Linked DNA regions of Mus musculus: all the other regions are linked to region 3. A link is a contact called in public ChIA-PET, HiCAR-type, HiChIP or PLAC-seq and promoter capture Hi-C data. All regions are on one chromosome and are shown on one strand. Each heading gives the region's core, a stretch centred on a gene start, on an enhancer-like site or on the middle of the called end of the contact. The rest is flanking DNA. Distances are from core to core; before and after follow the strand shown.

The links. Promoter capture Hi-C pulls out the DNA fragments that hold promoters and counts their contacts. ChIA-PET counts read pairs in DNA pulled down with a chosen protein or histone mark. HiCAR-type assays count read pairs that join an accessible place to other places. HiChIP or PLAC-seq counts read pairs in DNA pulled down with a chosen protein or histone mark.
Region 1: a FOXA1 HiChIP or PLAC-seq map of pancreatic cancer cells shows a contact between it and region 3. The contact joins the promoter of Clic5 here to the promoter of Supt3 in region 3. A contact is called at or near these places in 3 of 39 promoter capture datasets (the C10 cell line, hippocampal neurons and pre-B cells), 1 of 484 Hi-C or Micro-C datasets (CD8 T cells), 4 of 115 datasets of contacts at active chromatin or transcription factors (the 230-238 cell line, bone marrow-derived macrophages, extraembryonic endoderm stem cells and 1 more) and 1 of 9 other capture datasets (embryonic stem cells).
Region 2: an H3K27ac HiChIP or PLAC-seq map of microglia shows a contact between it and region 3, with 4 times the contacts expected there. The contact joins the promoter of Spats1 here to the promoter of Supt3 in region 3. A contact is called at or near these places in 6 of 39 promoter capture datasets (the 3T3-L1 cell line, the C10 cell line, hippocampal neurons and 3 more) and 3 of 115 datasets of contacts at active chromatin or transcription factors (astrocytes, microglia and pancreatic cancer cells).
Region 4: a HiCAR-type map of fibro-adipogenic progenitors shows a contact between it and region 3, with 5 times the contacts expected there. The contact joins the enhancer-like site here to the promoter of Supt3 in region 3. A contact is called at or near these places in 3 of 39 promoter capture datasets (cranial neural crest, embryonic stem cells and frontonasal cranial neural crest), 4 of 484 Hi-C or Micro-C datasets (the N1E-115 cell line, bone marrow-derived macrophages, embryonic stem cells and 1 more), 16 of 115 datasets of contacts at active chromatin or transcription factors (SST interneurons, craniofacial prominence, embryonic basal ganglia and 10 more) and 1 of 9 other capture datasets (adipose tissue).
Region 5: an RNA polymerase II ChIA-PET map of memory CD8 T cells shows a contact between it and region 3, with 10 times the contacts expected there. The contact joins the enhancer-like site here to the promoter of Supt3 in region 3. A contact is called at or near these places in 11 of 39 promoter capture datasets (the 3T3-L1 cell line, 3T3-L1-derived adipocytes, the C10 cell line and 7 more), 4 of 484 Hi-C or Micro-C datasets (the G1E-ER4 cell line, bone marrow-derived macrophages and nephron progenitors), 16 of 115 datasets of contacts at active chromatin or transcription factors (SST interneurons, acute myeloid leukemia, craniofacial prominence and 11 more) and 2 of 9 other capture datasets (adipose tissue and embryonic stem cells).
Region 6: a contact with region 3 is called in a HiCAR-type map of astrocytes, with 2.5 times the contacts expected there. The contact joins the promoter of Enpp4 here to the promoter of Supt3 in region 3. A contact is called at or near these places in 2 of 484 Hi-C or Micro-C datasets (the HPC-7 cell line and embryonic stem cells) and 4 of 115 datasets of contacts at active chromatin or transcription factors (astrocytes, fibro-adipogenic progenitors, memory CD8 T cells and 1 more).
Region 7: a promoter capture Hi-C map of 3T3-L1-derived adipocytes shows a contact between it and region 3, with 9 times the contacts expected there. The contact joins the enhancer-like site here to the promoter of Supt3 in region 3. A contact is called at or near these places in 10 of 39 promoter capture datasets (the 3T3-L1 cell line, 3T3-L1-derived adipocytes, the C10 cell line and 7 more), 3 of 484 Hi-C or Micro-C datasets (the G1E-ER4 cell line, bone marrow-derived macrophages and pre-B cells), 7 of 115 datasets of contacts at active chromatin or transcription factors (the 230-238 cell line, acute myeloid leukemia, embryonic stem cells and 3 more) and 2 of 9 other capture datasets (adipose tissue and embryonic stem cells).

The regions. Positions count from the first base shown.
Region 1 is chr17:44,186,972-44,190,041 of GRCm38.p6, reverse strand. It overlaps Clic5 (chloride intracellular channel 5), which reads right to left and starts at 1,470. Exons shown (of 6, transcript NM_172621.2): 1 at 1,081-1,470. The coding sequence starts at 1,143.
Region 2 is chr17:45,473,671-45,476,510 of GRCm38.p6, reverse strand. Spats1 (spermatogenesis associated, serine-rich 1) reads left to right here and starts at 1,573. Exons shown (of 8, transcript NM_027649.3): 1 at 1,573-1,712. The coding sequence starts at 1,697.
Region 3 is chr17:44,775,686-44,778,595 of GRCm38.p6, reverse strand. Supt3 (SPT3, SAGA and STAGA complex component) reads right to left here and starts at 1,430. Exons shown (of 12, transcript NM_178652.3): 1 at 1,168-1,430. It also overlaps a transcript of Runx2 not described here.
Region 4 is chr17:45,358,480-45,361,629 of GRCm38.p6, reverse strand. No RefSeq gene overlaps it. Among named protein-coding and RNA genes, the nearest start is that of Gm35204, 62 kb to the right of the region's middle. Within about 2 kb of position 1,864, at least 69 of the 459 cell types and tissues checked have an H3K27ac peak or open chromatin away from gene starts, as enhancers often do. A contact at or near this core is called in fibro-adipogenic progenitors, where this site is marked.
Region 5 is chr17:45,383,275-45,386,051 of GRCm38.p6, reverse strand. No RefSeq gene overlaps it. Among named protein-coding and RNA genes, the nearest start is that of Cdc5l, 49 kb to the left of the region's middle. Within about 2 kb of position 1,376, at least 10 of the 459 cell types and tissues checked have an H3K27ac peak or open chromatin away from gene starts, as enhancers often do. A contact at or near this core is called in memory CD8 T cells, where this site is marked.
Region 6 is chr17:44,104,540-44,107,769 of GRCm38.p6, reverse strand. Enpp4 (ectonucleotide pyrophosphatase/phosphodiesterase 4) reads left to right here and starts at 1,962. Exons shown (of 4, transcript NM_199016.2): 1 at 1,962-2,121. Gm34917 (predicted gene, 34917) reads right to left here and starts at 1,986. Exons shown (of 4, transcript NR_167720.1): 1 at 1,703-1,986.
Region 7 is chr17:45,402,354-45,405,305 of GRCm38.p6, reverse strand. Cdc5l (cell division cycle 5-like (S. pombe)) reads left to right here. Exons shown (of 16, transcript NM_152810.2): 14 at 515-712. Among named protein-coding and RNA genes, the nearest start is that of Cdc5l, 30 kb to the left of the region's middle. Within about 2 kb of position 1,580, at least 19 of the 459 cell types and tissues checked have an H3K27ac peak or open chromatin away from gene starts, as enhancers often do. A contact at or near this core is called in 3T3-L1-derived adipocytes, adipose tissue, bone marrow-derived macrophages and 1 more, where this site is marked.

The DNA of each region.
Region 1 (3,070 bases), core at 221-2,720, 590 kb after region 3:
CCCAGTGTGTTTTCAGCGCTCTGCACTCTATTCTTGGAAAACAGCACTAGAGGATTTTATTCCCATTTGTGAAAGCCCTAGGTAATCAGGCAGTAGAGTTCGCCCCTCCCCCAAGGTCCTGGCGACTCTGCAGCCCAGCCCAGGGCTGCTTTCCTCCGCCTCAGGTTTCCCGGGTTCTGCTTCTGCAGTGTCCCAGCAAGGAGGGCTGATCAAATGTTTCTGCCTACACCTGCGGACCCGGCCTCCAGTCTCCCGCAGCTTGCAAAAGAAAAAACATTAGAGCTGCTGTCTGGTGTCTGCTACTGCTCAGGGGAGCGCCCAAGAAGCAGGGGGGCGCTTAATTTGGTTCTGCAAGAAGCTGTTGCTTTGCAGCCCAAGTCGAAACTGACAGGTCCCCTGGTTACCTGAGACGGTCCTGTAGAGTCATAATGACAGTGATAATAACAGCAGGGAACTGGGTGTTCATTTTTTTCTCTCCTCTACAAGTCACAAAGCAAGAAAATAGCTTTGTGGCCTTCGCTTTTATTTTAGTGTTTCTGAGTAAAACAAGAGAGGGTGGGTACTAGAAAATGCTGTTTTTGTTGTGCCAAAGAGGATCTCTCTCTCTCTCTCTCTCTCTCTCTCTCTCTCTCTCTCTCTCTCTCTCTCTCTCTCTCTCCCTCCCTCTCTCCCTCCCTTCCTCCCTCCCTCCCTCCCCCCCCCCCTCCGCTAAAGAAGAAAAGTTTACTAGTCTAGCCAGATTCCCCTGTCCCTATATCTGGAGACATCTTTCAACTTGGCCAAGATCCCTTCCCTTGGAGCTCAGGATCTGCTCTTCCCTCCGAGCTCAGGATGAGGGACGGCAACCTGTCCTACAATGTTTGGTAGACTACGGGTTAACTCTTCAAGAAGACAGCCACCTGCCAGATCGAAACTCACACCCTTCTCCGGAAGCCCCTGGCAGAAAGGCCACCGGCAGGACCAGGAGGGCGCTGGACTGTGCTCCCTAGGGAGGGTCTCAAGTCCCAGAGGGACCTGCGTCCTGACACTTGAGATCTCCTCATCTCCAGCCCGGGAGGAGGCCCGCGAATGCCGACCTACCTTCACGAAGAGCTCGATCTCGGGGTCCCTGTCGTCCCCATTAGTTGTCGCTGAGTCCGTCATGCCGTTGGCGCCCCGGACCACGGTCCCGGGCCGGAGAGGCGCCACCTCTGCAGCACTTCAGGCTCCTGCTCACAGCGGGGGCCTCTCTTTTGCACGGTGTTTAATGTTTTCTTTTTTTAAGACTACCAGTTTCTCATCAATTTCTCCAAGCAAGGACAGCGATGCCTGAGAGATCAGAGTCCCAGGTGTCACGCGGAAAGAGAGGACTCCAAGAGCCAGCAGGGGGCTAAAAGGAAAAGCGAGCTAAGGGATTGACAACAGGTCCCAAGAGCAACAAGTGCCTGACTGCTGGGAGGTGTCACAGGATCCGAGACTGTCAGCGATCCCGCGCCGCTGCCGCGGGTGCGCCCAAAATAGACCACGGCCGCGGGGCGGGGTCAGTCCGGGCGGGGACTGGAGGGAGGGGGACACCCTGGGAACTCAGCATTCGTTGGGCCCAGTCACATAGGAGACCCCTCAGTGTACGAGCTCAGACAGAGCTAAGAATGTTCTGAAGGTCATGAGGGACAGAAAGAGTGGTGTACAGAAGATGATTTTCAAGGTTTGTTTTTTTTTTTTATTTTTAAATTTTTGTTTTTTAATGAAGAGGTTCAGTTAGTCCATCAAAATCACGCACTTACAATAGCGTGGAGCGAAGAAAAGATCCTGAATTCGCTGAGCTTGCCATTTTTGCTCTGTGCAAGTGGAGAGGGAGTGGGCCAGGAGCAGGGGAGAGGCTGAGGGGTGAGCCAACCAGTAAGGTGCTGGAGTCAGAGATCTGCAGCTTTCAACTTTGTGGGGTTTTCATTCCCTTGCTTGGTTTTATTCTCCTCTGCTTTCTTATTCTCTCTCTCTCCCTCCTCCCTGTCTCCCCTCACCTCCTTCTCCTCTTCCTGGTCCTGCTCCTCCTTCTCTCTCTGCCTCTGTCTCTGATTCTGTCTCTGATTCTGTCTCTGATTCTGTCTCTGATTCTGTCTCTGTCTCTGTCTCTCTCTCTCTCTCTCAGAGAGAGAGAGACAGAGACAGAGAGAGAGAGAGAGAGAGAGAGAGAGAGAGAGAGAGAGAGAGAATTCTATAGCATAGGCTGGCTTTGGCCTTAAACTCACTATGTAACTGAGACTGGTTTGGAATTCCTCATTCTCCTATCTCAAAACCTTCTAAGTGCTGCTTACAGGTGTAGGTCACCACATCCAGCTTTCTCTTTCTCTTTCTCTTTCTCTTTCTCTTTCTCTTTCTCTTTCTCTTTCTCTTTCTCTTTCTCTTTCTCTTTCTCTTTCTCTTTCTCTTTCTCTTCCTCTTCCTCTTCCTCTTTCTTTCTCTTTCTCTTTCTCTTCCTCTTCCTCTTTCCCTTTCTTCCTTTCTTTCCTTCTTTCTTTCAGAACTATGATACAGATATACTGTGCTCACATCCTGTAAGCATAGCTCAATGTATTTTCACCAGCTGCTACCAGCACTAGATGAAGGAATAAAATATTGACTTCTTGCTCTTTTTTTTTTCTTCTGCTTTTCCACTCACCCAAGGTAACCATGACTCAGACTTGAAATAGTCTAAAGTGAGAGTTAGGGTTGGTAGGTTGAAGCTACTAACGCTGGTTTCTTTCAACCATAATGGCATTGGACACATTTCCCATAGATATAGACTTTGGTAGAGGTGTTGTTAAATCACGGAATATAAGAAGGTTCTTGATAAATATTCTCTCATGCTTTTCTGAAGTTCTTTCCTCCCCTGCCCCCACATTCCCACCTCTTATTTCTTTTTTACAAGTAGTTGCAGAGCTGGGGAGATGCTCCGGATGTGAAGTGCATGTCAGGCAAGCAAGAGGCCTTGAGCTGGGAACTCCATCAACTCAATTGGGCAGGCTTGGTGGCTTGGCTCGGCTCCCAGGCCTCTGGAGGTGGAGACTAAGCAGATTCTGGGTTCAGGTGAAAGACCTTGTGTCCATACAAA
Region 2 (2,840 bases), core at 324-2,823, 700 kb before region 3:
TCAGCTGCAATTAACAGCACTTTAACAATGCTTTGCTCCTGCCCCAGAGAGAGATGGTGTCTTCTAATCTGTCAGTGCCTTTAACCTGTTGCAGTCCCTGATAGGAATACTACTATTTTACAATTAAAATTAATCCTGTGAAACTGACAATATTCAGCTGTTTGATCCCACCAGTGGCCATTCTGACATTACCACCTTCTCATTTTCTTTCTTCCTGAGACAGTTTCTGTGTATAGTTCTGGCTGTCCTAGAACTCGCTCTGTAGATCAGGCTGGCCTTAAACTCACAGAGACCCACCTGCCTTTGCCTCCAGAGTGCTGGGATTAAAAGTGTGTGCCACCACTGTCCAGCTCTGGCTTCTTTTTTATAACCCCAGTGGCCGTCTCCTATTGGATGACTCCTCAGTTAGGGCGTGGCCTGGAGAGGATCTACTCCGTCTAAGCAATATTTGGCTAGCTCAGTTTCAAGATTTCTATACTCCTTCTGTTGTTTCTTTTGCAATCAATGCAATTACTAACAACAGAACCACTCTGTGGAGAGGGTTCAGTGGGTAACGTGCTTTCTGCACAAGCCGAGGACCTGAGTTCAAACCCCAGGACCTACTAAAAGCCATATGGCACATCTATAAGCTGGTGGGACAGAGATAGGTAGTTCCCTGGGACTCCTTGCTGTAACAGTGAACTCCGGGTTCAGCAAGAACCTTATTTCAAAAATGTAAGGCAGAGAGCAACGGAGGAAGACACCTGACATATACAAATGCATGGGCAAGTGAGTCCCTGATACATGTGCACGCACATGCATACAGCACACAAGTAAATATGAATAATTATATTAATTACTCTCTCTCTTTTCCTCCTCCTCCTCCTCCTTCTTTTTTTGTTTTTTTTTTTTTTTTTGAGACAGGGTTTCTCTGTGTAGCCCTGGCTGTCCTGGAACTCACTCTGTAGACCAGGCTGGCCTCAAACTCAGAAATCTGCCTGCCTCAGCCAGCCTCCCAAGTGCTGGGATTAAAGGCGTGTGCCACCACTGCCCAGCCCCCAAACCAGGTCTCAATATAAATTTAGAGACTAAGCTTGGGATGGGGGGCGTTTCTATGTGAGATTTATTAGGGAAAGGGTTAGAAAGATAAATTTCAGTCTATACCATGGAGAGAAAGATAGCTTTGTAAGGGTGGAACTTGGGAGTGAATCTGTTTTCTGGATGACCTTGAACGAGCCTTTGTTCAAAGTCAGTTTTCTATTTTGAAAAACGCAGCTGGCTGCTGAGGCAAGACAGCATCCAGCAGGGCGCCTGGCCCAGAAAAAGGAGCGGTAAGTGGTGGGTGAATCCTGTCTAATCAGGATGCCAATTCTACACCGACATCTGCAAGCTCTGTAGAGGGTGCACCGCACACGGCCACCCGAGGTGACAGAAGTAGCAATGACAGTTGTTGGAAAAGAGCCGCAAACTAAAACAAAATCCTGAGGTTCTGCAGCTCTGAGGTCTGAGACCTCCATCCTCAACCCAGGCCGGAGCGCCGGGTGCAGGAAGATAGGTGCGTCAAGAGTAGCGCGCCAGCTCGCGGGAAGTGGCGCGTTGTCCTGGCAACCCTGGACCGAGCCTTGCAGGCGGTGGTAGACGCCCTTGCTTTCGCTTTGCATCCTGGTATTTGGCAGTTCCGCTGCCAGTTGGTGCGTTGATCTGGGCCACATCCTCCATGGAGTCTTCCAAGGGTAGATGAAGGGCTTCCCCCAGGGAAGTAGGGTGGGACTCAGAGGTGGAAAGGAGACCCAAGGACGGGGCGGGGCGAGTACTTTCGGGAGCCCTGAGTCAGGAGGAGGAGGAGTGGGCAGGACATTCAAACCCGTGAACACCGCTAGGAGGTCCAGTGAGATTTAGGTTTTTCCCTTGCGCTGCCTCTTGAATTTCAATGACTTATGGGGTCTGTTGGTTTTGAATGATAGCCTTTCTAACAAGCACCTTTTGGGTCCGATTGCTTTTCACTGTGTGAACTGGTGAGCCCATGAATACTGGATATGGCAATCCCGTCCGCCAACTTCCCTCTGTCTCAAGAGCGGCCTGTACTAGAGAGCGGCAGAAGGTTCCAGAGAAAAGCGACTTGGGCATGACTAAGGTGGAAAAGAAATACAATTGAGTTCTGGGAAATCAAAAGGTTGGATGGGTGTATAAGCTTATGGAGAGAAAAGGTTTATTGGACTCATAGCTTTATAGGTTTTTTTTTTTTTTTTTTTTTTAAAGACTAAGCACTGCTACCTCATATGTAGCCCAGAGTAGCCCGGAATTCTCCATCTTTTGCTTCACAGGCCCCCGACATTCCAGGTGTGGCTCATGGTCAAGGTCCTGTTGCTTTGGCCCTCTGGTGGCATATCATAGTGGCAATCATCAAAGCGTCTCCCTCTTAGTCAAGAAATAATGACGAGTAAAAGGGATGGCTGTGGTCCCACTCTTTCACTCAGAGGCACCCCAACGACCCAAGACTTCTTATTTTTTTAAAGTTGTCTTTATTTTATTTATGTATGTTTTGCCTGCCTGTTTGTATGTATGTATACTGAGTTTGCGTCTGGTGCCTGCAGAAGGTAGAAGAGGGCGTTGGATACCCGGGAACTGGAGTTATGGATGGCTGTGAACCACCACGTGGTGCTGGGGATAGAAGTCCCGCCCCCCCCTGCAAGAGCATCAAGGGTTCTAACTCTCTCCACCTCCATGCCCTCTGACTTTTAAAACAGTCCCATCATCCCAACAGTATGACAGACTGGGAGCTAAATCTTTAAAACATGGGTTTTTGGAGAGCATTGCAGATCCAAGCTAAGGCAGATAGTTAGGGGCTACACACAATGAGC
Region 3 (2,910 bases), core at 181-2,680:
ACGAGTCCTTTTAAAAGCATAAATAGTTCAAAAGCTGGCCTGACTTAAAACTCAACCAAATAAAAAACTGCAACTGGCTCTCAATCTCTCAACTTTTTCAGACCTGTGGGATCCCATGCAATAAGCACCATGCCTGTGTGTCTACTTACTTACATTGTAATTAATTTGCTAACCAATTAAAAAATCAAGCTCATCAGAGCCACCTGCACCCGGTGGTTACCATATTGGTAGCCCATAGAGTATAGCATTTCCAGCTTGGCATAAAGTCCCCTTGGGCAGTGCAGCCGGAAAAGGGTGGGAAGCTTGCAATAGTATGGTTAAAGTAAGGTCTGGTTGTGCAAAACATTATCTTAGTAGTCATATTCCGCCTCGCTGGAACACGCAGAAATTCTACCAGTTGTTTCTTTCTTTAAGTAAATCTTTTAACAGTGAACTAACTCAAAAATACTGAGAACTCAGGTTTTATCCCAGATAAATATGTACTGGTTTCTTCCTGAGTCTACTAATTCCAAGGACATAAAGCTAATTTTAATCCGGGTGTTCAGTAACAACACTGCTACTGGGATCCTGTCTGACCGTCAAATATATTCCACTATCCCTATAACTCTTATCACTTGTCACATCAACTAGCCTGACTTCCAATATAGAAGGCAAGATGACAGACAATTTCCTTGGAGCTCAAACGTAATTAATCACAGCTGGCGTGATACAAGCTTTTAGCACACAGATCTTCTCCCATAAACCTGAGTTTTGAGCTAGGCTGCGATGATCCCCATCTATACCCCCCGACACCACCGGCTAAATGATTTATTTCCCCAGGGGTCCCAGAGGCGAGCTCTGACAGCAACATCTCTGTGTCCTCTGTCCCTCAGCCTGCATGCACACTGCACTTCCTTCCACTACCACTTCCTAGCTTCCTAGCTTGCCTTCTTGGAGGACTTCCCACCCATTTGGGTGACAAGCCTAAACGGTGCCTCTCCGCCCGGCCCCGAGGGCTCCCCTGCCTCACGCCCACCGACAACGGGGAGGAGCCACGGGGCACCCCACGCTCGGCGGCCTGCATCCGGCTGGGCCCGCAGCCCCGGGCCAGGCATTTGGCTGCCACGACGTCCCTCAAGTTCCCATGACCTCGCCCCACTCCCCGCCGCCCCCACGCGCCCCCACAACCTCTGCTTAAGACACGTGGAGGCACGGCTGCGCGTCCCGCGTGGAGAATGAGAGGGGACAGAGATGGCGCGGTGTCTGCGGCGGCGGCGGCCCCGGGACACGACGGGCAGGGGGGCGGGGAGTGGGGGGAACCAGAGATTGTAGAAAGGGAAAAGGTGACTGAGCTAGGCTGGAGGGGGTGGGGGTAAGATGGCGAGAGCGCCACTATGAGGGGCGGGGCGGGGGTAGCGGAGCCTGGGGTGACTAGAGGGACGGGCCAAGCCGTGCGGCGAGAGCGCATGCGCACCCGGCTGGCCAGCGCGCGCGGTCGCGGGCCTGCTTCTTCTACTTCCGCCACACTCCGGGGGCGGGGCTTCGCGCTCCCGCCTCGGCGTACGGAGCGGCCCGCAGCCACGCGGCGGAGCCTCAGAGCGGGAGTTGTGATGAGTCGAGTGAGCGATCTGGCAGAGGAGCTGGATTTGGCCTGTGGTGACTCTGCAGACCGTAGGAGTGAGCCCGAGGAGCTAGGATTATTGAGAGTCGGTGATCTGCACTGGGAGAAGGTCTATGCAAGCTTCTCTTCAGGGGTTGGTCAGGTGACCAGAATTGTTTCCAATGACAAAGGGGCGCAGAGTTAGGAAAGACTCTCTCCTCAGAGAAGCACTGTGTGAGGACTCAGTCCGTTCTAGGACCTGGGAACACCCACCTACCCACCCCTACCGGCCCTTGCGCAAAATCGAAAGCCTGTGAAAACTCATCTGCAAAGTTACCCCACCCCACCCCCGTTCCTTTCTACAAAGTTCCATTACTTTAAAAAGCATGCTTTAGTTAATAACTTTCACTATTGGGGAAGCTTTATAAACAAGCAGTGGTGATTTTTCCTTGCACCACTTATATTGAATTGTATGTATGACCTGTCTTCCCGTGTTTGATGGTTGCAGGTGTAGTACCTTAATGAACTGGAGACAATTGTGTGTGATGTTTTCACTCGGCTGTTTAGAAAAGAAAATATCCACTATCCTACCATTTCAAATATTATTTTTATTATATTATTTTTACTATTATTATTTATATTAGTCACTTTTTTCGCTAGGGTTTTACTGCTGTGAATAGATACCATGACCAAAGCAACTCTTAAAAGAACATTTAATTGTGGCTAGCTTACAGGTTCGGAGGTTCAGTCCATTATCAAGACAGGAGCATGGCAGCATCCAGGCAGGAATGGTGCAGGAGGAGCTGAGAGTTATACATCTTCATCTGAAGGATGGTAGTAGAAAACTGGCTTCCATGCAGCAAGGATGAGGGTCTTAAAGCCCACACCTACAATGACACACCTACTCCAACAGGGCCATACCTTCTAATAGTGCCATTCCCTGCGCCGAGCATATACAAACCATCACATTCACCTTTACCAGGTCTTTTCAAGCACTACTTACTTCATTAATGTCTTGCCTATGAATGTATGAGTTCTGAAATAATCCTATTTGCTGAGTGTCTTTAAAACAGCCATTCATCTGATCATCTCCTCTCTGGATTGCAATTGTCTTGTGCTTAGTCCTCTGTAACTGCCAGACACTTCAATATTTGCCAAATACACTTCCAAGAGTAGATTTAGGATGTGGAGGGTCAACATGAAGTGTAAGATCCAGGCTCACTCTGCCCAAAGCTGAGTGCGAGCTATATGGGAAAGTAGCCAAAAATTGTCATTATTTCCTTAAAAATTAAGACTAGATTATATACAAAAGGTGAAAAGACTTTTTTAGT
Region 4 (3,150 bases), core at 615-3,114, 580 kb before region 3:
ATTAGCTCATTTAAGTTTTTTCCCTTTTTATTTTATTATTTTATTATTTATTTATTTATGTACTTTCTTCATTCACATCTCCAGTGCTATCCCAAAAGTCCCCCACACCCTCCCCCATCATTTAAAATTTTTTAAATTAAAAAAATAAAAATAAAAAATGATTATTTACTTGTTTATTTTGAGATTGTAGCTTTTGATAGCCTGGAACTCATTATTTAGCGCAGACCAGCCTCAAACGCAAAGATCTGCCTGCCTTTGCCTCTCAAGTGTGTCATGAAGGGCTTTTTTTTTTTTTAAATGCAATGATATCTACTAAGATATCCAAGTCTTTCTCTTTTTTGTTTGACCTAGTCTTTCTGAAATTCTAGCACATAATAACATTTAAAATGTGCACAAGGCACAGACCAGGATGTGTTGGCTAGAAGAGAAGAGATGGCAGGGAAGCAGAAACTACTTGCTTCCTGTCATAAAGGATGTCAGCATGCAAATGTGTTTGTCACATGCAGCCTCCGCAGGTGCCGGAGTCTACTTACTGTGTGCTCATTAGGTATTTGCTACTAACTTTGTTTAACCAGTGAAGAAACTGAGGCTCAGATAAAAAAGGAGACACGTGTGTGTGTGTGTGTGGGTGGGTGGGTGGGGGGTTGGGGATTGAGCCTTGCATATGACAGGCAAGTACCTATTTATTACTACTGAGCTATATCTTCAGCCATTTAAAAAATCTATCTATCTATCTATCTATCTATCTACCACCTATCTAGTTAAGTAATTTGAGAGTTTCATGTGGCCTAGGCTAGTCTTGAACTCTCTACATAACCAAAGGTGATCTTGAACTTCCGATCCTCTTGCTTCCACCTCATCATGCCTGGTTTTATGTGGTGCTGGCACTCTAACCCAGGCCTTGTGCTTGCTAGGCTAGCTCTCTACCAACTAAACGACACTCCCCATTCATTCTTTGAATTTCATAAGTTTTGAGACTAAGTCTCACTAAGTGTCTCAGGCAGGCTTGTGATCTTCCTGCCTTAACCTCCTGAGTAGCTGGAATTATAATAGTTCTGTGCATCCAGGCCCCCGGTGAAAAGGTAATGCTAAAAAGATAAATGTCTGTTGAAATCTTACAGACCTATCGAGAGCTCTACCCATCATCTCATGGGGAAAGTCATGTCCTCAATGCTGAGAGGCAGGGTTGGCTGACATAATCAGGTGCCGCCATGATGCTCAACAACTTACAGCCTACCACAGAACAAAGAAGGACCATTCCACTTGATGAATGGCACTATGCTGGATCATCACAAAGAAAACACCATTCATTACCATTGGAGTCCCCCACCCCCGAAGTAGAATTACTTCCTAGGCTGCCCCTCCTCATTCTCTTTTTCAAAGAGCTCCAACATCGGTGCTTGTATGGATTGGTGATGCTGTTAGCCTGAAGTTGGGCTGGGAGGACACAGACTGTGGGGTCTTTTCTTCTGCTCTATTTTGTCACATGAGTCTAAAGGTGGACAGGGCACCTAAGGGGCCAGTGACAGGAGAGCAACTGACTGATGTCCTGAGTCCATTGCACAGTTGCACTGGCTTCGCTGGGCAGAGGCCTTTCTGTGGGTGTGAGGAGCAGGTTGTGTGTACCTCAGCGGGCTTGCTGGTGGTGCGAGATGTCACTCTTTGTCTGCCTGAGTCAGGGATTGACTATTACAGCAGCGTGTGCGTGTGTGAGCTGTCCCACACAGAGCCTCCTCTGACCTCTGAAAGGTTGCTTCGCTGCGTATCTTCCTAATAAATTCCTGCTCTTTCCCAGAAAGCTGCTGTGAACACTGTTGCAAGGAGAGCTTGTTAAGTGACCCTACGTTTAAGGCCTGAGTCAAAGCCTTGTGTGTTTTCGTAACTAGAAGGCTATGTGTTTCTTAGCTACTGGTCAGACTGGATGAGCCTGCCAAAGAGCCTTCAGGGAATTTCCTCACCGTGTAACAAATTTATGAGTCATATGAAAAGCTGGGAAGCGCTTCAACCAGCTGCCTCTCATTGACTCAGAAGCCGTTTTACAACACCTTGGTGCTGGGGCCTTGGATGGAGCCAGTTGAAAGGTTTATTATATCTACAAATGGCCTGCCACAGCCAGGGAGAAAACCAGGAGCCTCCCTTCTCCTGTTCCCTCTGCAGACACTGTAAGAGTTCTCTAGAGCTGTTCAGCCAACACAAGGGCAGCGTCTGCAGAGTTGTGCTGTTCCCTTACGGGGTTGCCCTTGGGCCGATGGAGGAAGGTGGTTTTTGGCGTGATTTTCCATGTCTATTCAATTAAGCAGTAGTGGTGATGCTGAGTGTGTGTGTGTGTGTGTGTGTGTGTGTGTGTGTGTGTGTATAGATGGCTCCTAGGTTAAGAACACAGGCTGCTCTTCCAGAGGACCTGGGTTTGACTCCCAACACCCGCATGATGGTTCACAAGCATCTGCAACTCCATTTCAAGGGGGTATCTAGTGCTTTCTTCTGGCCCCCTTGGTCACCAGGTACACATACATGCATACATGCAGGCAAAACACATACATGCATAAAAGAAACAGCTAATCTTCATTGCCGATTTGATTGGATTTAGGATGACCACAGAAGCACACTTTTGGGTATGTCTATGTTACGTGTTTCCAGAAGGGTTATTCGAGGAGGGAAGACTCACCCTGCATGAGGGTGGTGGGGAGGGGGGCTAGACTGAGAGGAAAGGAGAAAGCAAGTGGGGACACAAGCCTTCTTCTCTCTCTGCTTCTTGACTGCAGATGCAATGTCACCAGCTGCCTCATGCTCCCCCTCCCTGCCCTCGTGCGTTCCCACTGTGATTGATTCTCAAACTGTGAACCCACATAAACCTTGCCTTAAGCCGCTTTTGTTTTTGTTACAATGGAAAAATAGCAAGGGGCTTCCAACTTAACATACCCGAGTCTGTGCTCTGATCGTCCTGTCCATGGTTCTTCATTGCCTGCTCATCTTAGGATCTATATGTGCTAGATTAGAAAGCTGTGGGAACCCACCCACAGGCTGAGTTTGAGCAGTAGACGTGGACTCTGAGGTCCTGAGCGTCTTCCTGGGCACAAGGAGGCCATGGGGTTGGGGAGGGGCTTTCCTTTCTGATGGCCTGGATGCTCTGAAAGAATGGGGTACAGAATC
Region 5 (2,777 bases), core at 127-2,626, 610 kb before region 3:
TCCAGGGATGGCTGCCCTCTGCTCCCAGGAGCTGACAGCAGCAGATTGGACAGAGGGGCAGTGCTTGTTCAGGATTTCTGAGGGGGCGGGGCTTCTCAGGACAGTGATTTCCTGAGTGAGGATTGGTGGGGTTTTGTGGGAAGTTCAGGGGTTGGTGGGTTTTCCACTCTCCTGCAGCAGAGCTGTGCACTCTCACAGAGGCTGCTATGTCCTACAGATGAGTTCATCTCACTCTGCTCTACTGTTTATTGTTTTTATTATTATTTTTAAAAATGGCTTGGTGAAGATTGCATGCTGCTCTTGCAGAGAACCCAAGTTCCGTTCCCAGTATGCATTTGGGTGGCTCACGACGGCCTGCTGTAACTTGTGCTCCAGGGTATCAGCTCCTCTGGTTTCTACTGGCACCAACCAACACGCATGTGCAAACACCCACACATACATAATTTAAAACAATCAGGATAAATCTTTTAAATAAATGGTAGCTAAGGAGTCTTATTTTCTCAAGTTTAACTTCTGCTACAGTAAATAACAATAGGTATGACTCCAGAAACAGAAGTGGGTAAGTTTTCATCTCTTAAACTTGCCGGCTGGAGAGAACTGTCTCTGCCCAAGCAATCCATGGCTGTCGGTCCTCTTGATCAGCGGCATTTTGCGTTCCCACTCTCCTCATTCCACTCAGGGCTGTCTGCTGTGCCAGGGAAGGATGGCACTGGCTGAACCTTCTGCATCCAATGAGTCACTGTGCCCCCAACCTCCTGTGTGTGCCAAGTGTGTAGATACGTGTGTGCACATGCAGGTGGAGGCCGGAGACTGAAGTTGGATGTCTTCCTCAATCACCTCACCTTACTTTTTGAGACAGTCTAACTATGGGGGTTGTTAGGAACGGGGCAGCATTGAGTTTGACATCTTGGGGTGTCTACAACATGGGAAATCGAGAAGACCGCACAGTGGGGGTGTGTCTGCTTCGTGTACTTGGAAGTTGTGACTTGAACAGGAATGGTCTTCATAGGCTCATAGGTTTCAATTCTTGATCACCAGGGAATAGTACTATTTGAAAGGATTAGGAGGGGTGGCCTTGTTGGTGGAAGTGTGTCACTGTGGGTAGGCTTTGAGGGTTTCAGAAACCCAAGACAGGTCCAGTGGTTTTCTCTCTTCCTGTCCTCTGTAGATCTGGATGTAGAGCTCTCAGCTTCTTCTCCAGCCCCATGCCTGCCGGCATGCCGCCATGTTTCTGCCATGATGATAATGGACTAAATGTCTGAAACTGTAAGCCAGCTCCAATTAAATGCTTTCTTTTGTAAGAGTTAGTTGGTGATGGTGTCTCTTCACAGCAATAGAACACTGACTAAGGTGGAAGACTTTGCGGGTTCTGACCACTTCCTGGAGATCTGCTGATCACTAGTTGGAGTGGGAGAGTTTGTTAAGCAACGTGAATACCTTGAAGGAGACGGGTTTCCAGACGTTCATTTCAGGAGGGTCAAGCTCTCTACTTGCCGAGGTGGATCTGAGACTCAGTCTGGAGGCTGTCACTTGCTCTGTGTGATGATTCTCACTGGCTTCTGCCTGTGGACTTAGAGCTTCCTAAGGCTTCCAGGCCCTGCTCCAACCCAGCTGAGACTAGTGATTCCAGCTCCCACCCAGTGTCTACCTATATGCTTGCAGGTGTCCTTAGAGGCCAGGAGAGCATGTCAGGTCCTCTGGAATGGTGGGTGATGGTGAGAAGCCAGATGTGGGTGCTGGGAACCAAACTTTGGCCCTCTGCAAGAGCAGCTGGTGTTCTTAACCACAGAGCTGTCCCCCCAGCCTTGGGGCCTCCATTTTAACACGAGTCCCCATGAGTGTGCAAATTTGAGGTACATATTAAAATTGCGGAAATGCTCCTGGGCCTCACCTAGGAATTGTGGCGTCTGTAAAAAGGCAGTTTGGGTTGGTTTTGGTTGCCCCACGCTCTTGAGAAGTCGTCTTTAATATTCTGTTCCCTGTGGTGGCCTTCCTGTTCCTGCTCTGCCCTCTCTCCCAGCACACCTATTAACAATTTGTCCATTCTTTAGAACCAGGGAAAAAAAGCCATTTGCAAATCTGCCCTGCAGCTCATGGGCAGATGTGATAACTTACTCAAACCAACTTGATACTTATTTAATTTCCCTGCATCATCCACTCCAAAGCATTTTTATAAAGCCATTTCTGAAACCTTTGGATAGGCCATTTGTTGGCCTATAAGACCTTCTCCCCAGAGAGGCTGTTAGTTATACCTGGAACAAGAAAGCTCTGTTATTAGAAATAATATTTGGCCTTGAAAAAACTCTAGATAAGTCGGGGGGAAGAGGACTAAGAGCAGGAGACAAGCTGTGTCCGCAGTCCCCACGATTGTGCTTTGACAAAGGAGCAAAGAGAGCCAGTGGGAAAGACAGGCCCAAGAAGCTGCTGGCTCTTTGGAAAATGTGCTCTTCCATGTGTTAGCCACTAGCTACATGCAGCTTAAAGGACATCTGAATTTACATAAAATCAAACATTCAGTTTCCCCAGTTACCCTAGCTGCCTCTCCACCATCACAGGAAGTTGTCTTGGGTTGTGCTATTCTGGGAAGTCATTTAGTAGCCACTTTCCTATTGTGACAGTACAGTTTAAAGCTAGAACAATTTAAAGTGAGGAGTGATTTATTTCAGCTCATATAGTCTCTGAGGTTTTATAGTCTGTCATTGTTGGCTCTGTTGCTTATCGGCCCATGGTGAGGTGGAGTATAATGGAGGAGGCCACAGAAGCGATGTGGTAGAAGG
Region 6 (3,230 bases), core at 713-3,212, 670 kb after region 3:
TCATTTCCACGAAAGGATACATATGCCAATTAATTTCCAAGTAGGAAGAGGGGAGCGGCGTACATGAGTAATGCCCCACTCGATGAGTTGCAAAGCCAGCAATTTCTGAAGTGTATCTTCTCTTCTGGATTTCTTGTTGTACAAGGAAACAAATAGCACTTATCATTTACCCCTATTTGACATGGATTCCAAGCATGGTTGATAAAGGAAATATAAGAGAGATAACAGGAGTTTGGTGCCAAGGGAGACCATTTTGCCTCTTTGGCTTTGACTGCTTTATCTTAAAGTGGAGGAGACCGGATAAGGAAGCGTTTCTTTCTGTTAGTGATCAGCTTGATGCTCTCTTTATTACATGTGCCACCCATAGAGCACTCAATTCTGTTTTTTTGTTTTTTATTTTTGTTTTTTTTTGTTTTTGTTTTTGTTTTTTTTTTTTTTTTTTTGCATCAGGATATGCAGAATCTCGGTTCCCAAAAGCAGAAATTTAAGTCCTGTTAAACTGTACATTGCATAAACTCCCCTAGAACTCCATCTTACCCTATTGTTCAAAACAATTGGCGGTATCGCAGTGACAATGGCAGCTAACACGATGACCGGTGACTGGCTGAGTGCTTTATTTGCTTTAGAAAACGTATTGGACAAGAACCCTGAGAGGTTGGTCCAGGACTTGCTCTGCAGATGAGGAGATAAAGCTCAAACAGGTTGAGGCACAACCTTACTCAGTGCCCAACATTACTCAGTGCTGGCCAAGCCAACCTGTGGGTCCAAGACGCTCCAGTTTGTGAATGTACAGGATAGCTGGAGGCTTGAAACTGGAATCAATAATGAACTGACTACACTCATATTAAAATTGTCTCCTTGATTGCACCCAGGCTCTGAATTATGGCTGTACTCTCAACTCAGAGCAGGGTACCAAATTCAGCCTTTGACGTTTAATGCCCAGAACCCAATAAATCCAGCTACTGGGTTTCCAGCTAAGTCTTTTAGATTTCAGGGTATAGTATATGATTTTGATATCCTTAACTCGATTAATTGTATCCCCTTAAGTATCTTGTGTGTAGATACTGTAATGAAAACATTTTCTGAGCACTTGCATCTTAACAGAGGAAGCATTTAAACATGGAGTACCTTAACATACCTCGTTAAACCCAAAAATCATTGAGTAAGTCCATGCATGTCAGGTTCACCTTTGGGCATTAGAGATACAAAGAAAAAATACTAACCTCTTTGTCAACTATGTCTGGGCAATACAAATATTAAAGAAATATATCTCGGGCAATTCTGCTAATTAAGTTTGAAGTTGGATAATTCAGCTATTAATACTAGTTTTAAAGGCACGAGCATAATTTCACATCCACGGCTGTGGCAAAATTAGAACAAACTTAGTTTGAGGACCCCAACAGACTTTTATTTGGGACTGTAGAAACAGACAACACCTTATTCTAAATAGAAGGAATGTGCGCGTGAGATGACCAGAGGATGATTTTAAAACAGAAAGGGAATTTTAAAAGGCAGAAACATGACCAGAAAAAAAAAATGAACTGGTTGTTTCAGAGTGTCTTTCCTTGTGCAGGTGAAGGCAAAAGGAACTTCTTCGTCTTCTGCCTAAAACAAGGGACCCACAACAGAGTAATAAGAAAAGGGCAGCCAGGGCGGGTGAGAGGGTGGGAAAGGCAAACCTCTCTGTCCAGCTCCATTCTACCTGTCTCCGAGTGGTACCGTTAAATGAACCAATGGGTAAGGGAGTCCCATTCACCGCGGGCTCGGGCATCCAATCCGGGTACGCGTCTCACACTCGGCGGTCGGCCCCAGGCGCTCTCTGCGGCGTCCCGCAGCAGCTGCGCACTGGGAGCCTCCGGAGCGCCCCGGGGCAGCGCCAGTCTCTGCGGGGGCCCGCGCGCGGGGGGTGGGGGGGGGCGTCCGCTACTGCGCAGGCGTCCCAGGAAGCGCTCCGCGGAGCCGCGCTCCGCCCGCGTCCGCCGACCAGATAGTGGCCGGGAGCGCGGGGTTCCGCTAGCGCTGAGTTCCGCGCGCCAGACCGAAGTGGCGGTGGAGGCGGGTGAGTCCCGGAGGGAAATGCCACTCCCTTCCCCAGCTCGCCGAGGGCGGAGGGTAGAGACGGTGAGAGCTTCTGGTTCCTTCTTCTCCACCCGCGGGTCGGTTCCGCTAGTGGAGACGCGCGTGGGGTGACCAGGGAGGCGGGGAGGAGGAGCATACGGCGGCAGGTGGATGTCAACTGTGGCGTTAGGTGAGGGGCGGGGGTCATGGCCGGGGTCAGGGTCAGGGTCAAGGCGTAAGGGCGGGGCCACGGCTGCCTGGGTGTCAGCTTCAGGGTCAGTGCTTTCGTGCTGTCAATTGGCATTCCTGATCTAAAATGTAGAGAGCAGGCTGAGGGAGATGCCGGATGCTGGGTAGGCGCTGCGCAAACAACCCTTCCCAATGCTGGAGCCAGCCCTGAGCCTGGATGGCTGTCCAGCCAGTGACTGGAAAAAAAATCCCCTGTACCTTTGGTGGGACTCCAGAGGAGCCAGCTGCAGAGAGAAGCACGCGGATGTGTGGGTTTCCCCTTTCTTCCAGTTTCCCCAGAGATTTCTCAGTTTTAGGGGGACTGTTGAGTTTTCGTGCTTCTCCCCTGCCTTACCCCTCAACTAAGTTTAAAGGCAGTTTTACTGGGTGTGCCTGGGAAGAAAGTTTGTTGGATGTACATCATGGGGCATTTTGTGTGCAGTAAGATGTAACTGAGTTGAAGATGCTATGTGTGGCCTAGAACAGCGGAGAACCATTTAGAATCGTAGAATCATTGAGACTTAGAAAACTTTCAGGGAGTTGGGTTTCTTCCCTTAGGTTAAGCACTTAATAAAAATCTATGGGTAAACCACCTGTTACCTGTGCCACACGGGCAATAAAGGATATTGCTATTTTAAAGCCACATTTGAATTTCTTTGCTTCAAAGAGCAGAGGGAATGCTAAGGCTGATCAGGGACTTTTCCCTTACCCTCTTCCAGTCCAAGCCTTCGATGGTCTAGGATTCAGTGAGAGCTGATGGACGTTTAGGCAAACAGTTAACCCAGAGGAGGCAAGGGATATTTCCCCACCCCCACCCCCAAACTGGAGACTATATCAGATTTCCAGTTACTGCTAGTCCAGATATATCTGCCCTTTCCCCTCCCCTGCCCCCCTTTTTAAATTCCCTTTGGGGTTTTGTTGGGGTGAGAATTACAGAATTTCTT
Region 7 (2,952 bases), core at 331-2,830, 630 kb before region 3:
GTGTTGTATGTGTATGTGTGTGTTGTATGTGTGTGTTGTATGTGTATGTATGTGTTGTATGTGTATGTGTGTGTTGTATGTGTATATGCCCATGTGCATGCTAGAGGACATAGGTTATATTTATCACCCTCAGCTCTGTGTCCTTGAGACATAGGATATAGTCTGTATTGTTTTTTTTTTCACCGAACCAAAAGCTTGCTGTTGCTGAGTTGGCTGGCTGAACTATAGGCACATGGTCATGTCTGTGGTTTTCTCCCTGCCCCCCCCCCCCCTTTTAAATGGGTTCTGGGGATTCAAACTCAGGTCTTCAAGTTTGCAAAGTAGCTACTCTTACCCATGGAGTCATCTCCCTAGCCCCTACTTAGAGGCTATTTAGCTCAGGTATTGTCCATCCCCTTCTAGAGAACAACCAACCAAACCTTACCATTGGTTTAAGGAAGGAGGAAATAAGCTAGTCTTGAGCTTTATGGTGGTAGAAAGTGTATGCTTCAACTTAAATTATTACTGTAAACAGGCCCAGGATGCTCTGGTACAAGAGATGGAAGTGGTCAAACAAGGAATGAGCCATGGCGAACTCTCCAGTGAAGCTTACAACCAGGTGTGGGAGGAATGCTACAGTCAAGTCCTCTATCTTCCTGCTCAGAGCCGCTACACTCGTGCTAATCTTGCTAGCAAAAAGGACAGAATTGAATCACTTGAAAAGAGACTTGAGGTTGGTATCCATTTGCTTATATGTTTAAAAATCGATTATTATTGTGTGTATGATGTGTATGTAAGTGCTCGAGGAAAGCTTTGTGGAGGCAGTTCTTTCATTTCCTTCTAAGTGGGGTTTGCCTTGAATTCCTGCTGCTAGGCTTGCGCTGCATTCACTTTTACCTGCTATCTTCATTGCCCTTGGTATCCTTTTAAAATTCCAATTCAGTTGAAATTGTGAGCCAGTTAATACGTCTGGTGACTTAAGTACTAGGGCTGGACAGCTGATTGCTTTGTAGTTCTTGAACACTTTGCTGGGTACTCTTCCCTCAATCAGAACCTTTATTTACGTGAGGGAGGGAGAAGGAGTTACTAAAGTCAAGATGGGTCAGTGAGATCACAGCAGTGGGAGTTTTGATCTATAGCTCACAGAGCACCGACATTTACAGAAACTCAGTACATTTTTGTGTATCCTGCAGTTGAGTTAGAGTGGAGTTGCTATGCAGACAGTGGCTCTGTGATTTCCTATGTCTGTGATGCATTGAAGCCTATTAACAGCAGTGGTTTCTTAATAGAATGTTCATGTTCTGAATTCCAGAATCTCTGTAGACATTTTGCAGTGGCATGTAAATAACACAGACTGCCAGGCTGCCTTGTGGGTTCTGGTTGTTGTTGTTGTTTTTGACAGGGTCTTACTGTGTCACTATGCCTATCACTGGAACTTACTGTGTAGATCAGGTTGGTCTCAAGCTCAGACATCTGCCTACCTCTGCCTCTCCAGTGTGAATAAAGATGTGAGCCACCACACACAGCATGCTTTCTAGACTCTTACTCGTGGTCTTTAGGGATGTGTCTGAGGCCAAGATGGAATAGAGAAGGGAAAAGGGATTCTTCAGGACACTGGATGCAGAAAATGACCTAAGCTTCCTCTTTCATGTGATTGTTAGTTTTTCTTTATAGAAAGTAAATTTGAGAGTATTTTTGTTTAGGGTTAAATCTAGATATTAGAATTAATTGTGGTAGTTGGGGCTGTGTGGAACTAGAGAAATGAACAGGAAAAAACAGTGTCTTCTAATATGAATCTTTATGACCACTTATTGTCATACCTTTGTGCTTGTAGAGTTAGGAAATTAGTCTTTGTAATGTAATTCTTGCAGTGCCAGGGCCATGAGTGTTGTAGTTTTATGACTTCCAGCAGGTGGCACTGTTGCTCTGTTTTAATTCATAATGAAAGCTCTCGGAGACAGAACACGAGTGGTTAAATTGTAGGTTATACTTTGTGTCGTGCAGGCTTCTTTTCTTACAAATGACAGTTATAGATCTAAGGCCAACTTTGTAATTGATTGGTAGGCTGTTTGGAATGCTTTCTTGTAACATTTATATATAAATACTTCAATCTCTCACTTTGTTTGAAAAATCTCAGTTTGAGGTGGGTAAACTCTCTCTGCTGCAGATCAAGGACATCTTAATGTTGTTTAAAATGAAGAGGATAATCCCCCTGAATCTCACTTACTCTGCTGAGGCTCTAACTTGAATCTCACTTACTCTGCTGAGGCTCTAACTTTCATGACAGCAAACAAATGTCACAGCGTGAGTGCTGCTGTGAAGTCCAGTGACTCTTCTCTGTTGGATCAGCCCTGAGAATTCTGAAGGGAATAGCACAGCGAGCCTCCGCTGTTCTGTTCTGTTCTGTTGGAGAGGTACTTGGGTTGTTGTGAGCAGTCATTAAAAACATGTGGTTCTCTTTGTTCACTTCATACCAGGACTGAAGTCTTCTGTTGAACTGTTTTTGTTGAGGGATTGCTGATGTTGGAAGAATATTCATAAAACAGTCTAAAGTACTTTTTTTTCTCTTTTTGACTCTTGGGTAACTTGGCTTATTGTTAACCCAGCTAGTTAATTTTAAGGAATATTTAATCAAATCTTTCAATTAGTAAACTCTTATTCCAAAAGAACGTTTATTAAGTCTTCAGGAAGAAGAGAAGCAATTCAGAGATCCAAATAAACAAAGCTTCCATTTAGTGTGTATCCATCCATAAATCACAGCTAGATTTCTCAGAGCTCCTGAAGACAACAGTTTACTGGTTTGAAATATATAAATACTTTATTTCAACTGTGTGGTGATTCTTTCATCATCTCAGTTGATTGCTAAATTATAAACATCATTCAGAGTTCACTGTGAGGAGGAACTGTAGTTAGATGGTGTAGCTAACTGCTAATCCTCTACTTGAGGCTCAGGAAGGTGGGCTTTCTGGGCAA